Regions from separate parts of the Pan troglodytes genome. Here region 2 is linked to region 1. The links are chromatin contacts, called in public Hi-C maps. All regions are on one chromosome and are shown on one strand. Each heading gives the region's core, a stretch centred on a gene start, on an enhancer-like site or on the middle of the called end of the contact. The rest is flanking DNA. Distances are from core to core; before and after follow the strand shown.

The links. A called contact is a pair of places that touch in the nucleus more often than the background predicts.
Region 2: a contact with region 1 is called in a Hi-C map of induced pluripotent stem cells, with 2.0 times the contacts expected there. The contact joins the promoter of GRIK4 here to the enhancer-like site in region 1. A contact is called at or near these places in 2 of 7 Hi-C or Micro-C datasets (both in induced pluripotent stem cells) and 1 of 1 datasets of contacts at active chromatin or transcription factors (stem cell-derived excitatory neurons).

Annotation. Positions count from the first base shown.
Region 1 is chr9:122,442,863-122,445,536 of NHGRI_mPanTro3-v2.0_pri, reverse strand. No RefSeq gene overlaps it. Among named protein-coding and RNA genes, the nearest start is that of GRIK4, 160 kb to the left of the region's middle. Within about 2 kb of position 1,361, at least 3 of the 24 cell types and tissues checked have an H3K27ac peak or open chromatin away from gene starts, as enhancers often do. A contact at or near this core is called in induced pluripotent stem cells, where this site is marked.
Region 2 is chr9:122,602,238-122,604,911 of NHGRI_mPanTro3-v2.0_pri, reverse strand. It overlaps GRIK4 (glutamate ionotropic receptor kainate type subunit 4), which reads right to left and starts at 1,375. Exons shown (of 19, transcript NM_001034159.1): 1 at 1,294-1,375. The coding sequence starts at 1,375.

The DNA.
Region 1 (2,674 bases), core at 112-2,611:
CGCGGTACAAAGTGATTCACCAAACCAAGCTGTGCCACTGAAATGAGCTAAAATCTACATTCCTGCTCCGTAAGGTTCCAGGCTCTTTTCTTGTAACTGAGCCAAGTCACCAGCTTTGCCTTGGGCCAGATGAAAAGATCAAAACATTCTTTGTAGAATGGAAAACATAGGTGAAATCAAAACAGCTGGAAAATTCAACCTATCACTTGAAATTTCAAGAGTAAAAATTAAGGTAAAAAAAATCAATCCTACTTTTAAAGTAAGTTCAACTGTATCTTTCTCTCTCTTATTCTGCGCCTTGTTTTATACATGTGCCTTGTTTCAGATGTGTCTCTCCCAGGGGCAGGGTCCAATTGTTTCTCATTTTAAAATACAATATTTGGAAAACATTCCCCAGGATAACATACACCGTCCATTATACAGGTTTTAGTCACTAGGGCTGAAACTAAGCATCTAGACTCTGAGTCCAGACAGAACCGTGCTATTCTTTGTTTAACAGAGCACATGGTTGACATTTAATAAATGTTAGATAATAAAAATAGAAGCAGTACTTCAACGTAACAATATCTGAAGAATCTCATTAAGCACAAAGTAAGGTAAACAAACCACCATCACACATCTGGATTTGCATATAAAAGCACGTTCTCCTTCCATTATAAAAGACAGGGACCTGCTGGACAGCGTGTTTCACCCAACACCATGGTAAGAGAAGGGAAAAAAAGGTTCTTTTGTTCAGCTCTCTTCCCTAATTATACCTTAGATCTGAGTAAAGAAAATATAGCACACATGATCAGAAATAATTTATCACTAAATAAATAGCAATGGAGTAGGGGGTTAATCACATTATCAATAACAGGGTGAGCAGAAATGAACAGATGGGAGCACCAAATTATTGACAACAGCATGAAACAGAAAAGGAAATTCAAAGCCAGAGGAGATGAGTCAAGAAATTAAACTTGGTTTCCATGTTAATTCAAAATTGTTTGGGAGCTGAAGGAAGAGGGAAGCAATGATAACTCCAGCAGAGAAACTGCTCATTAATATCCTAGCAAAACAATTCTCTGATAATAGGAAATATTATGATGTCTCCAGAGAAAAGACAGAAATTCAGATTTACTCTCCCATCCATAGAGCTCATGGATGCTTTAACACAGTACATTCAACCAAGCTGAATAAATATCAACAAGAAGGTTAAAACATTGATTAGGGGAAATACTTCACATTACTGACATCCGAAAACAAACAAACCAGCTAAAAACAAAGCAGGCGGGGAGGGGGGTGGGGGGTGGGGGATGTAGGCTGTTTTATTCCTCTGGAAGTAATGCTGGTGATTCGTGGTTCCAGCTGCCCAGCAGGTGGCTTGAGGTAGGGATTGGGGAGTAGGAAGCAGAGGGAATGAGAGGTGGGAGGGAACGTTTCCTTGGTGCAAAGCTATTGAATGCTGCTACTATTGGGTTTATTATGCTGTTTTATGAAGCGACACAAGAGATTACCCAAACATCTTCAGCTAACATCAAGACTGCACTGGACACCTAATAAAACAAGTAGCTTGGCCGGGCGCTGTGGCCCACGCCTGTAATCCCAGTACTTTGGGAAGCCGAGGTGGGTGGATCATTTGAGGTCAGGAGTTGGAGACCAGCCTGGCCAATATGGTGAAATCTGGCCTCTACTAAAAATACAAAAATCAGCCGGGGGTGGTGGCAGGCGCCTGTAGTCTCAGCTGCTTGGAAGGCTGAGGCAAGAGAATCACTTTAAACTGGGAGGCGGAGGTTGCAGGAGCCGAAATCGCACCACTGCACTCCAGCCTGGGCGACAGAGCGAGACTCTGTCTCAAAAAAAAAAAACAACCAAGAAACAAAAAACAAATGGCTTGTAAAAAATTGCCAAATCTTCTAGATGATTGAATCTATATAAATCCTCTCCTGTCTAGCCTTTTGGTGTCATATCACTTCATAATACTTGTCTAATCTTAGCCAAAACAAGGATAAGAAGTTGGAGGTTACAGCAAGAATTTAGGAAGGGACTCCTCCTTACGTTCACATACTTAACAAATGGTCTTTCTCTTTCTACCCTTTAGTTACCAAAGAGCATGGGGGTGCTGGGAAAGGTCAGCCCAGCTGCCTGATGCTAAATAAAACTGCTCTCAACTCTCAGTATCACTGCATCTCTGAAGGTGGAGGGAAAACATGAAGCTTCCCTGGTGTCTTGCCGGCCATCGTGCAGTTAAGACTCCAAGGCACCTCATCTCTTTTGCCACACTGTTCACAGGCATCTTGAAGGGAAAAACGAAATTGCTGGCAAGTTGGCATAATGTCAGTGCATCAGTAGATCCCACTGAGATTCTTTAAAGAAAAAAAAAAAACCATACATTTTCACAGCTTATCCCAACTGTCCTTGCCATATGTTCCTGTACGCGGTAGACTTTTTGGACTATGAGGAAATCAAAAAACAAAGTGTAGCAACTGGCTAGTCATGGTGGCTCAGACCGGTAATCCCAGCACTTTGGGAGGCTGAGGCTGGAGGATCGCTTGAGGTCAGGAGTTCAAGACTAGTTTGGTCAATATGGCGAAACCCCATCTCTACTAAAAGTACAAAAATTAGCTAGATATGGTGGTGCACGCCTGTAGTCCCAGCTACTTGGGAGGTTGAGGCAGGAGAATTGCTTGAACCCAGG
Region 2 (2,674 bases), core at 126-2,625, 160 kb before region 1:
CTGCAGGCTGGGCTTCCGGCCTGCGACCCCTGGCCTAGCCAGGTTTTGGCTGCTCGCCCACCTCTGCCCACACCATGGCCTCCTGACCATCACCAGCACACCGACCTGAATGCAATTGGAGGAATTTGGGAGCTTTAAGTCAGCTCCCTGAGGTTCAGCATCATGCCATCTTTGCTCTAAGTCAGCCTCTAACCCTTTCAGGCTCAGGTTTAAGATCTAGATTCCTGCCTTTGCTCCCACCCCCAACCCCACCCCCAGTGTGGGAAGAGGGGCCTCATGTGGTTATCCGTTGGGGTAACCTGCCTGGTATTTGAGTTCCTCTAGGGCTGTCACTTAACTCTACCCTTGGGGCCCTGCTGTTGGATGGGTCGTCTTGTGGCCATCAACCTACCTTTCTGGGTTTGTCACTGCTGTGCCCCACCCACCTGTCCACACTAATCCCCATCCCCCGATGTACACATAGACACCCCTGATCCCCGACACCCCACATCTGTCCTAATTCCATGGGTTCTCTGTTGCTGGGCCATCAGATGACCACACTGCGCCTGCCGGACTGAACTGTGTCCTTGTCCCTGTGGCTGGCTGTGTCCCCAGGAACCAGGATCTAGAGAGCCTCAACCTGCAGTTGACAAGTCTTGTTCAGTCCCAGCAGGGAGGAGGCACCTGACTTCCCAGACCCGCCCCTCCAGGGATGGGATGCTGAGGGCTCAGGTGGAAGCCCGCCTGCCCACACCTAAAGTGGGCGTCCCACAGCAACAAGGCAAGGGAGAGACTCACATGACCCTACCCTCCCTCTCAGAGCCAGGCCACAGCAAGCAGACCCAATGTCAAGGGCCCTTCCAAGCAGCCAGGCCACCCCAGCAGACTCCTGGCTTCTTCCAAGTTGTGGACATAGCACTCTCTCCAGGAAGCCTTCTTGGACTGATCACAGGAAAGAAGGGCCCTCTTCTCCCATCTCCAGCCCTAGATTTGGAGTCCCCATGGCCATCCTCACCCTCCTTTTTCCCCGACAGCTGCCTCTTAACCTGCTAGGCTGAACCTACATTGACTGCACTAGGGAGTTATCAGCATCTTTATTCTAGTGGCCGAGGAGCTCAGCAGGTTGACCAGATCAGAGTGGTCACCTGTCAGCTGCCTCCACCACCACCACTGCATGTTCACCCCAGCCACACTCAGGGAGGGCACAGTGCACGGGCTGGGCAGCTTCCCCAAGTCCTGTGCAGCACTCTCATGTCCCTTGTGGACACCTGGGATAGTGGGTGGGGGCAATGCCCCAAGCTGGGCCACACTTACCGATCCTCAAGGAGTGCGGGCTGCAGGCAACCATCACGAGCCACGCAGGAAGCAGCACCAAAGGCGCCGAGACGCGGGGCATCTTCTATGAATCCTCATGGAGCCCCCTGCTGGCCTGGGCATGACATAACTCTGCGAGAGAGGGGGTTGAGGGCACGTGAGTCCCAGGCTCCAGCTAGGCAGCTGCCCCACCATCCCAGTGACACCCAGGAGCCGGAGAGACCCCTTTGTCTTTCTTCCTTACATTCCGGGCTCAAAGAAGGCTCAGGTTCTAACTTCAGCTCTGTGACCGACATGGGGCAGGTTGCTGTAACTGTGGTTGGATGATTCATGGCGTGTCATTAGAAATGAAGAACCTCATCTGCTCTCAGCCAGGCACAGTGGCTCATGCCTGTAATCCCAGCACTTTGGAAGCCAAAGTGGGTGGATCACTTGAGGTCAGGAGTTAGAGACCAGCCTGGCCAACATGGCGAAACCCCGTCTCTACTAAAAATACAAAATTTAGGTGGGCATGGTGGCGCATGCCTGTAATTCCAGCTACTCGGGACCCTGTGTCACAGACTTGAACACAGGAGGCAGAGGTTGCAGTGAGCCGAGGTTGCGCTATTCGCCATTGCACTCCAGCCTGGACGACAGAGCGAGCCTTTGTCTCAAACAAACAAAACCCTCATCTGCCCTTAAGGAATTGGAGCCATGGGTGAGCAGAAGTGGAAGGGATGGGAGAGTTGGGAGGGTTACTCCATTTCCCCAAACGCAGCACAGGCACTGCACACTGAGGAGAGGTGTGAGAGGGAACTGGGTTCAGGCCAGCTCTTCCACTTGCCAGTTGTGTGGCCTTCACAAGGGCCCCTCTGTGTCTCGGCTCAGTGTCCTCACATGTAAAAGTGCTGTAACAACCCCTCCTGGTGGAGTTGAACTAAAGAAGAATCAAGGTAACATCGGAGAAGCCACCATGCTCAGGGTCTGGCCTAAATGAGGTGCTACACAAATGTCAGGTCCTCCCTGGCCCAGATGGGAGCGGTCCATTCCTAGCAAATATGGAGAGCAGACACACACCTCCCAGGTTATCAGCTGCTTTCCACATCTGCTCTACTACTGCTGAAAACCAGCCCCACCCCCAACCTCTACCAATCCCTCTCCTCCTTCCTGAGGTGGGTGGGCCTCTGATGTCAAATCCAGAACCTTGCAGGGGGCTGCCTCGCCCCAAGGCAGCACGTGCCTTGGCCCCCACTGAGACCCAGATTCTGCCGACAGCCAGCTCTGCTGGCTTCACTGGGGTGAGGGTGTGGCTGATGAGCACCTGGATATGCTAATCCCAGGTGCCTGGATTGGGAGAGTAGTATTAAAATGTTTCAGCTGGGCACGGTGACTCACGCCTGTA